2 separate regions of the Mus musculus genome follow, and region 1 is linked to region 2. A link is a contact called in public Hi-C data. All regions are on one chromosome and are shown on one strand. The core of a region is the stretch at or near the end of the contact, and the rest is flanking DNA. Distances in the headings are between cores, read along the strand shown.

Region 1 (5,269 bases), core at 169-2,668, 570 kb after region 2:
TTTTGAGTGACCATGGCCTGGGAACACAGATTTAGGTTACTTCAAATTCTATGTTCCAACAAGTAGCCTCAAGTAGCTCTCATAGTTTTTGTTTTTGTTTTTGTTTGTTTTTCTGAGACAGGGTTTCTTTGTGTAGCCCTGGCTGTCCTGGAACTCACTCTGTAGACCAGGCTGGCCTCGAACTCAGAAATCTGCCTGCTTCTGCCTCCCAAGTGCTGGGATTAAAGGCGTGCACCATTTTACAGGACAGAGGAAGTCATCAGTCAAGGCAAGCTTACAATACATAGGCGCTTACTTCAGAGAGGCAGGACAAGGCAGTGGGGGTGAGGTTCAGGGAACCTTTCTGTAAGACGCAAGGTGTTTTCTGGTGGCATTCTAAGCATTTGGATTGGTAGAAGCTAGTTGCCTGCTAATTCAATAGATTCTAAAGACCTGTTGTTTATTGTCACAAGATGTTAGTTTAGACACAGGGAAACAAGGAATGGCTGTTCTGGAGGGCCAGGATTTAGCCCAAGATATGGTGATCTTCCTCTGGACTTTCGACATTCCAACCTATTTATTTCCACAGCATGAAATTCTAATTAGGAGTTTTCCTTCACACAGATATTCATTCAACTAGGCTTGTAGCTAAGTATTTTATCTTGATATATTTTTAATATTCAATTCCAATTGCTCATTTCGTGCAGATAGGAAAGTAATTGACTCGTGTGTATATTAACCGTGTATCGTAGCAACCTTGCTGTAGCTGCTTATTCTGCTTACTGGTGTTTATTTTCTCTTTGTTTACATAGATAATCTTGCCAGCTGTGAATAGAACTGTATTTCTTCCTTTTCCATCCCGTAACTCGTTTTACAAGTTGTTCATCAGTTAAGCCATATTCTCCCTGGAGCATCACATTTTCATTCCTCTTGTCATGTAATGCTTATTGTTTTACCAGAGATAAAATTTCAAATGACTGTGATGATGAATAATTTAGATAGACAATTGCTTGCATGCCAATGATGTCATATACTGTTACTAGGAAATGGCCTCAGCCATGGACTGGTGTAGATATTGTCAGTTTCACATATTCATGTACACCCCAAACATCTGGATTCCCCTATCAGCACCATCAACTCTCAGAAAGCACATAGTCCGTGTTTTTAAGATTAGAATGTGGGTTTTATTTATTTCAGGGTGTGTGTGTGTGTGTGTGTGTGTGTTCAACACCGAGAGTAACAGTCAGCAGCCAATGAGCATTCGTTCTGGGAACAAAGGGTAGTAAAAGGCGGCGGGGGCTGCCAGGGAACCGAGGCTGGAGCCGGGAGTTGGGAGGATTTCGTAGAGGGAGGGTGGGCTGGTGGTCGCTCGGGCTGTGCCGCGTTGTCATGGGGACGGCGCGTGCGCCTGCGCCTGCGCGGCGGAAGGCGGGGGCGGTGATGACGCGCAGGGCGGGCCCCGAGGTTCGGTTGTGTGGAGCTGGAGCGGGCAGCAGGAGCGGCGCGGTCCTCGGGGCAGGTGAGTGGCCGCGGGGGTCCCGGGCCCCGGCAGGTCTCGGAGCTGGTCCGGCGCTCTGCTTCGGGCCCCGGGTGGGTCTGGCCGGGTCCTCGCCCGCACTCGGTGGCGTCCTCAGCGGCTTCCGGACGGCTGGCAGGGCGCGACGGACCGGAGGTGACAACGGTTAGCTGCGGAGCCGCTGCTCTGGAAGGGGGCAGGGAGGGCCAGGGCTTGCAGCGGGGTGTGTGCACCAGGAACGGTCTCCGGAGGTCTGGTGACTCAGATCTCCTTGGAGGATTTCCTTCTAATACGGGGCGGAGGGAGGCGTACAGACGTGGAAAGTTTCCAGTTTCAGAAGTGCAGTTATGGAGCCGTGGAGTGTGTGGGATCGTTTGTTGTATTCGTCCTATCTTCGACACATAGCTTTTTTTTTTCTTGTTTTGTTTTGTTTTCCATTAGGTAAATTACTTAGAAAGTGTAGAGTTTTAAATTCTTAACACGCACGCTTTACACCGAGAACAAATGTTTAAGAACGAAAGTTATATTGAAAATAGCTGCTGCCCTGGTCAATTGTCTTACTTTTGAAATGTCAAGGTGATATAGTTCAGCAGATTTGTACTCTCATTTTCCCGATGTGAGGATAGGACAAAGCAGAAAATATGCCTTTTCATCCTGTTAACAACTTAGGTCCTTAAACTGGTAGGTCTTAAGTGGTACGTAAGTATTACTGATCAGATGACTTGCACCAGGAAATAAGGAAATGGAATGACGAGAAGGCTCAGTAAACAATTACTCCATTATAGCCAGAGTCACTTAACTTTGGAAGCAGATTTTAGCTGTGCTGGATCTATTAAAGAGGATTTAAAAATCATGAACAAGAAAGGGCTGATTAAGATTTTGATGCACTTTTGAATTAAGCAGCCCTTTAAAATGAGCACGGCTCACCGACTTCCCCCCATTTTTGCCACTTTCTCTTAGGTAGTAAACATCCAGAGACTGTAAAAGACACCCACACACTTTAAAATACTTATACATTTAATAATCGTTCTCCTTGTACTTATTAATTGCCAAATGTTGCAACACTTACTGAAAATTTTAGCTTTTAAGGATGTAATTAGTAAACATATGGCTCAAAATTTTAAGCATTTAAAATGTAGAGCATACAGTATAAAACCTCCCCTGTGCTTGGCATAGGCTTTGGTTGTGCCCACCAGCCAGCCATATTTCCTCTGGCAGGCCAGTTCTTTTACGGTCTTAGGTACTGGTTCAGATAGTGCCTCTATGGTCAGACATGTAAATATGTTTCCCTCAGTTTAACACTGAGGAAGGCATGATTTTCTGCTGTATGTGTCTGTTTTTCCAGTTAGTAATAACATTTTGGATTATAACTTTCAGTTATGGTTAAGTTTGGCTGTGTTTTGGTCAGTGTCACTGTGACCAAGCTAGTAGGTATGATTGTCACCCTTTGCAAGTACATGTCAACTAAAGACATGAAGCGGTCTTACTGTGTCTGGAGTTATAATTGGAGCAGATGTCTAAATTGTAGGAGTTACTCCTCTTATACTTAACTTTCTTAAAATTGTAAAAGGCTTTGAACAACTATATTTAAAAAATGATAGTTTCTTTCCGCTAGCTTTTTAAAAAATGGTGTGTGTGTGTGTGTGTGTATGTGTGTGTGTACATACGTGGGAGTGGGATGGGGAGTGCAGGGAGTGGAGAGGCCAGAGTCAGCGTGCCTGTGGGGTTGAATTAGTGGTTTTGTCAGTTGCCCCAAGAATGGGTGCTGGGAACTGAACAGCATGTGTTCCTTGGAGCTCCTGCATACAGACCTGCCAGGAACCTAGGCCCCTGGGGCCCAGACTCACAACAACTCTACAGTTTTAACTTTGTCACCTTCTTAGTGTGCCCTACTAGTGTACATGGTCTGAACCTTCCTGGGCCCCACTCCTGACGGAGAATAAGCAGAACCTCCTTCCACGTTTCCGAGCTGAAGGCTCTCCCCCTGCAAGACTCCTGTCACATCACAACAGATCACAACAGCTCCAGCTCCTCTTACAGCTGTAATGAAGGGTAACCGCTTCCCCTCTATAGACCCTATACTAACCTGTGACACATATGGGCGCAGGTCTCAGTGGCTGATCATCAGAAGCCCCTGGGATGTTTGGTTTATTTATTTTTTTACAGTCCAGTCGTTGCCCCCACTCCTGGGAACTTTTTTTTTTTTATGCCTGAGGTAGTTTTTATCTGAAGATTAGCTAAAGTCAAATACTTCTCTTGGGACCTGACCTAAGTGAGTTCTCTTTCACTGTGTGTGTGTGTGTGTGTGTGTGTGTGGTGTGTTCATTCCATGTGGTCACAGAATTTCTGTTAGGATTGATTCAGGTATGTTCTTTGACACATTATATGAACTACAAGGATTGTCTTTTGTCCCTCTGGACAACCAAGGTCCTTATTATTTTATTTGAATTCAACACAACACTTTTTCTTATTTATGCTTTTAAATTATTTGTATTTAGTTGTCTGAAGTGAAAAGTTCCACAGTGGAACATTACCGGAAATTTTAAGAGTGATTTCAACGAAGGAAAACTAAGCCATTCCAAAGTATTTGGGTTTGATTATACATAGTTGAAATGGGCCACATATTTGACTTGCGCTAATTTCCCCAATTAGAATATGTGGTCCTATCTTTTAACCATTGTGAAGATTTCAACTATTATCTTTGTTCCAGCACATCATTGCTTTTGATTTTTCTTGTATTTGGGTCATTAAAACACAATACTAATTCCAGATCACAACGATCAATGAGTTATGTCAATACTTTTCGTTAATTTTTTTTATTTCTGTGGTCAAATACAGTATCTTTAATAACTTGAGTGGCTTAGGATTATGGTGAGGGAGTACCCATTATTGTTCTTATTTAAAGAGAATTTTCACTTAGGCTTATAAACATTAAATAGAATAATTGGTGCAGTTGATTTTTAAAAGTGCCTACATTACTAGTTCCTTCTGGTCATCTCTCTTATTTATCTACAGTTGGCCTCTACAAATGATGCACAGGAAATTTGGAATACAAATAAAAGTTGTTAAAAAAAACCCGTACCATCTTAGTGAGAGAGGATGGCTGGGACTTTTCTGGAAGTGCTGCAGGACAGAGCTCTTCCTGCTGACTACGGGATTTGTTTCTCCAACTAAAAGAACTAAGTTGTTTACTCACTGGTTCTCAGGCTTGAAGAATTTTGCTTAGAAGGATTCCATCCAAAACCTCCCAGTGTATATGATCGGGTTCTTCATGTTAGACCTAGAATTCACCAGCTGGTCTCACCTGCACCACCTTTCTCCTTAGCTTTCTTCTCTGCAGCTGTGGCTGAAAGAGCAGAATTTTGGCTTTCTTATTAGACTCAGCAGCAGCAGTAGCCGCAAAAACCAAATCCTAGTTCTTCCAAAATATCACTTCCCTTATTTCAATTTTTGTGTGGGCCTAAGTGACATATATTGCTCTGAGGGTGTTGGGGGACAGATAGAAAGTTCTTACTAATCTAGAAGTTACTTCATCAGACGCTTGGTTTTTCCAAACCATGTCTACAGGGATAATAGGATTGCTCCGAACAACAGCAGAGCAGTTGGTAGTGATAGAGCATCACTCTCAGGTTTCCCACCTGAAGTAACCGTCCTTTCTAGAAGGCACCAAATATTATCTGGAGATAATATTTTTTGTAGTCTTTCTTTGTTGTTGTTGTTGTCTTCATGTTTTGTGAGGAGACTCTGGTATTGCCCAAATTATTAGGAGAAAAA
Region 2 (5,597 bases), core at 1,268-3,767:
AATATACAGAGGAAGGAGTTGGTTGGAAGCCTGGGGGAGGAAAGCAAATGTGTAAACAAGCATAATGGTTCCCAAGCTGCCATAATAGTGTCTGGCAAGACTGCTGTACAGGGGAAGACGGTTAAAGTGCATGCAGTGTGTGTGTTTCTCAGAAGTCAGCCTGGAATCCACAGCCTGTCCTATCTGCCTTGAGGTTCCTTGTAGTGTGCATCATAAACACCTTTGAACATTGTCATCTTCTCATCCTAAATCTAACTGTAACAAAGTCTCTGTGTACTCTTATAAATCCTATGAAAAACCCAGATAAAAATCCAAATAAGCTCCCCCAAATCTCCCCAATTTCTCTCCCCTTCCTTCCCCTCCCCTCCCCTGCCCTCCTCTTCCATCCCCTCGCCTCTCTCTAGGTTTCCATAGGGAGATGGTTTGGGAAATCCCTCACAACCCAGAATCTATGGATGCTCAAGTACTTTATCTAAGATGGAAGAATTACTTGCCTAAAATTTACACTCATCCTCCTGCCAGCCATATCTAGCCTTTTGATGTGTGGTACTACATTATTGCCTGCAAAGCTCACTCACTACACAAGAACTGCACAGTCAAGTTACACAAGTATCTCGAACAATTCAATATGTTTTAAGCAAATTTATGATTTTGTGTTGAGCTCTATCAACAGTGACCCTGAGGTACATGCAGCCTGCCACCACAGGTTATACATACTGAAGTAATCCCTAGATTATCCATAATGCCACTGTTACCTTTGGAATCTCACATGCCCCACACAGGACTGGGTTTTTTGACATATGTTCCTCAGCTAGTAGTGCTGTTTGGGTAAATTGTAGGACATTTAAGAGGTTGGGCCTGACTAACTGAAGTGGATCACTATGGATAGGCCTTTGAGGGTCATACCCATGCCCTGGTGCTAGCATCTTTTCTGCTTCCTGGTCTGTTGCCATGTGAACAGCCTCTATAATATGCTTCTCCCATCACTGATTGGGTAGGCTGCTCTACCATGCCTCCCCCAATATAATGAACTAAAACCTTCAAAAACTGAGAGCCAAGATAAAACTTTTCCCCTTTCTAAATTGTTTCTGTCAAGTATTTTGTCACAGTAATAGAAAAGTAATACAGACAGATAGAGGAAAATGTTGTGTAAATAGTTACACTGTATTCTTTGGGAGATGGTAACAGGAAAACAGACTGGAACAATTTTGTACTCAGCCTTGATAGAACCAACTGGGTGGGACAAGAGACTATTAAGGGAAAAAGACCTGTGACAGGGACAGGAGACAGGCACATTAAAATCTGCTTCAGTGGAAGGCTGAGCATGGAAAACATTCCAGTTTTAGTTTAGAGAACTTGTTGAAAGTTGAAGTGGATATTAGTCATCTGCGTTTTCAACTTCATTTTCCAGCTGTTTCTTCTGTAGTTGTGTTTAGTAAGTTAATAGACAAAGAAAAGGAAAGGAAATGGACATGGCTGCTCCTAGGTATGGCAGAGGAGAAAAGCTTATTACACATATGTGGGAGAGCATAGCACAGGCAGAGACATCGAGAGTTCAGAGTGGACATGACCTTGAGCCATGTGGGAAGAGGGAGAGGTGAAGAAAGAGGGGAGAGAGGGGTAGAAGGTGCAGCAGCCAGGAGACCAAAGGTACGAAAGGGGTGAATAGCCAAAAACATCTGGATTATATAGAGAAGAGACTGTGGGGGAAGAGCAGCCCAGTCCCTTCTGCTGGAGGATGCAGTATGGGACCAAGAGATGCACCTCAGCCTGTCCTGGGTTTGAAACCTAACAACAAGTCTTTAACCTGGCCCCAAATTGGCAGGGAATTTTTGTTTTAAAGGTAAAACTGTGACCATGTTATTATAGCTTCACTTCTCTTCCTGGCCTCTCATTGCTGTCTATAAAATCCAATGTCCTTCTGTCTCTCCTACTAGCAGTCTTGTCCCTTTGTCCCCTGTCATGCTCATTGGCCATCAGTGTCTTTCAAGTTAGTTGACTGTTGTTGCTAGGCTGACGACATTCCCACCACATTACTTAACTACTCTTCAGCAGATGGGCCTGAATTTCCCTGCATTGTCTGTGGCTTTTCTGCCTGACAGCTTACTCATAACTGCCCAGTCATTAGATAAAAATCACTAGGCTGCACACAGTGCATACTTTAGTGAGTGCTCACACTTTGAGTGCATTCCTTGCATTGGAAAAGGATTCAGAAGGGCGCATGAAAATGATATGACTGTGTTTTCAGAAAAGAAAATTCTAGGATGTAGATATTGGGATTGCTCCTAATCATGTTGCAATTTTATGCTTAAAGTCATAAGTTGAAAGAAAGAAAGAAAGAAAGAAAGAAAGAAAGAAAGAAAGAAAGAAAGAAAGAAAGAAAGAAAGAAAGAAAGAGACAAACCTTGCCAGAGCCAACCTGTAAAGTAAAAGCAGGGGCACTAGACCAGAGGCCACATGGCAGAGTTCAGTAACACACACACTGGATCATGTGTGCGCAGAGGTGGAGAGACCCAAAGAATTAGATCTGCAATCCTGGTTCAGAGGCCCGGCAGCTGCACTTGCCTGCTGTGTACTCCCTTGAATGAGCAGGGCATTTCCAGCTCACCAGACCAACATGTTTGCTTCTATGCATAAGCAAATCAAGACTGAGCTGTTCCGCAGACTTTGAGTGGAATTAGCCAGGCATGCTCTTTGAAGCATTGCTCCCGGACTTACACCGCCGCAGTGCCCAGGAGAGTGACCCACTTTCACACTTGGAAACCTCTGTGGGTGTGTTCAGTTCCCACAGACTGTGCTCTGACTCTAGTGGCTTTCTTTCCTACTTACAGTTTGGAGGGTGCTCCTCTTTTATTTACCAAAAGCATGGAGTAAAGGAGAAGAAACGACTCAATCGAGCAGGCTTGGCTTACAGAGTTTCATGAGACAGACTGTTATGCAGAATTCTGGATTTGCTCCTAAGCAACAGAGAGACGTGTTCCTGGGCAGCCCTGAACTGGGGCTTCTTGTTCAAGTCGGGCACTCTCCCCTCAGCAGCCCAGCTGCCCAGGAGCAGAGCTAGGCATGCCTTGCCTAGCTACAGGAGTACTGACTAGAGGACATTTTCAGATGAACTATGTGCATAGAGGATATTTTCTGGCCCTAACCCCTCAAGGTTCTAAATGTTCCCTAATATATCATATCATTTTGACAGGGCTTTACCTAAATAACCCCATGAGTGGCTGATAAAGAAGAAATTAGAAGGATGCAAAACACTTGTTTTAAAAATCTGAGGTGGCTTTAGCCATTCCTGTGATGTTGTAATGTGAGTTCTGTAGTTTACACATGAAGCCAGACTTGGGCCTCCTCTCCTCCCTCCTCGCTACTCTAATACAATAGCATCTCTTAGGATCTAACAAGAAATGGAGAATGTGGGCCTTCATGGAAATCTCCTGAATCCCACTTGGCATTCTCATGTATTATTCTTGAGACTAGTACAGCGCCAGTGACCAGGAAGCCTCCATCCAGCCCAGAACTCCATCAAACATCATGGCACTTACACCCACAATAGCTTTGGAGCTTACATCTGCCCTGATATACCCAGCTATTTTGCTGTATAACTCAACCATCGTTCTTTATCCTGGTCTTTTTATCCTTCAGGTATAGAATGGAGCCAGCATGATCTGAGGGGAAGTCTCTCCCTTTGTCAGGTTGTCCGTCAGGTTCTGCCTCCTCAGCCATGCGCCCTGAGTCTGAGAGTAAGCCCTGCTTGGGGTATGGCCAGTGATAAAGGCTGTGCTACTGCATGAGCAAGCCTGGGATTCTGTCCCCACCACCAAAGGGAAAGAAAAACAAAGCAAGACTTTATAGTTGCTTTTATTTATGGAACATTATGAGAGCGAGATCAATTTTTCCTTTCCCTAAAAAAAGCTCAGCTCCCCAGTCCGAGCCCAGCAGTTGGCCTCACTGCTGTGATTAATCCCAGCCACACTAGAGAGCCTGTGCCAGATGTCAGGGTCTTGTGCTCTACAGCATTCCCTGGAGGACTGCATGGTTACTTTGTCTGTGACATTGAGATAACAGCTCCGGGGCACCTCCTGGATCATCTATACCGTACAGTTCAGATTATCTCTCCTGGCTTGTACAGCTGTGCCCTGACAACAGCTCCCCATGTGAAATAGTGGAGCAGATGCCGTGGATTAAGTGAGAGCAACCTACACCACCACATTACGTCCAGCTACTGGACATAGCAGGCATCAAGTATGACTGTTAATATCCTTGACTACCAAACATGTCAGTAGCTTTTCCCTTTCCTTGGAGTCTTCCCACAATGCCTTTTGATTATTTGGGTATTCTCTCATTACTATTTAAAAATTATTACAGAAATGAGAATGGCCCAGAAGGAAGGGAAGACCTTGAAATGGAAAGAAAAAATAGGAGGTGGTTACAAAGTGTCACTGTTTTTAACATTCTTCCATGTTGGCTTTACAATTCCATGATGGCCAATTTCTAGCAGTTTCTAAGAAGCCTAAGGAGCCTTCCCAAGGATGCCAGTCTCAGGAGTGAAGAAAGTAATAGGAAAAGAAGAACAGACATTTTTCTAGAAAAGGCTCCTAGAAGATGCATTGGTATTTCCCAGTCTTGTGAATTCAGAGTACTGATGGGTTTTAGAGTTTCAGAGGTGACCAAAGCCTGCCTTCACAGGTGGTTGGGCATGCAGGCTAGCTGGGCCGTGGTGATAATGTGCTGTGCCTTTGATCATAATAGAGTGAAAGTGGAAGAGAGGAGAGCAGAGAGGAGCATAGGCCAGCGAGGATGTCAGGATGTCGTACCAGTGATGCTGTCTGATCACCACCACACCCCTTACTCAGGAGAAAGTTCCCCTAAGAACAGTCCAAGCAGAAAGCATGGGAAGTTAAGTCAGTCACCAATATTCTACAGCCCATTTTGAAATTTAAAATGACCACCTGCCTTGGGTCCTTGAGCCACAATGTTTCTGAGCAGGAATGGATTATAGGACTTTTATCTAATTCATGCCCATGAAAGGTCGCTCAGCTGCTGCCTTCTGATCCATCTGTGGGTACCTTGGAGGGCTACTCTCTTTAGGCATAGATCTAAGGCCCACTCTTCACTCTTTTCTAACCTTCCAGCATTTTCCCTGACATAGAGGCATTTTGACAGTTGTATAGTTAACCATGGGTAAAGTACTATATAAAAGACTCTTTCTTGTTTCTCACACACCCAAAACAAAAACAAACAAAAAAATCCAGGAAAATAGTTGATTTTAGGTTTACATTAGATTAGAGCCTTTGGATTAAAAGCTCAAAGGCCGAAGGTGAACCACCTGGTTTTTTGATGCACAGAGAGCACATTAAAACATACGATCTACCTAAGGGAAGGTTGTGGGTTCTATACCCTGCTTCTAGAGGGAGCTGCAGGGGGAGGGGGTACTCTGGCTTCTAAGGCAAAGGGGTAAAAGTTAAAAAGGAGGAGGTCACAGAGAAAGTATTTCTAAGGCCACAGTGACACCTTCCTCAGATAGGCTGACTGTGTGCATCTCTCTCTTCCATACCATACCTGTGATCGCTGGGCTTGCCTCCCCGCCCAGGCTTGCTGGT

Evidence for each region. Hi-C and Micro-C count contacts between places; a contact is called where the count stands out from the background.
Region 1: a contact with region 2 is called in a Hi-C map of adipose-derived mesenchymal stem cells, with 3 times the contacts expected there. The contact joins the promoter of Sdcbp here to the enhancer-like site in region 2. A contact is called at or near these places in 1 of 39 promoter capture datasets (cranial neural crest), 2 of 484 Hi-C or Micro-C datasets (adipose-derived mesenchymal stem cells and olfactory sensory neurons) and 2 of 115 datasets of contacts at active chromatin or transcription factors (astrocytes and embryonic hindbrain).

The regions. Positions count from the first base shown.
Region 1 is chr4:6,364,262-6,369,530 of GRCm38.p6, forward strand. It overlaps Sdcbp (syndecan binding protein), which reads left to right and starts at 1,419. Exons shown (of 9, transcript NM_001098227.1): 1 at 1,419-1,498.
Region 2 is chr4:5,791,169-5,796,765 of GRCm38.p6, forward strand. The region is part of intron 2 of Fam110b (family with sequence similarity 110, member B); the gene reads left to right. Among named protein-coding and RNA genes, the nearest start is that of Gm24337, 110 kb to the left of the region's middle. Within about 2 kb of position 2,518, at least 94 of the 459 cell types and tissues checked have an H3K27ac peak or open chromatin away from gene starts, as enhancers often do. A contact at or near this core is called in adipose-derived mesenchymal stem cells and astrocytes, where this site is marked.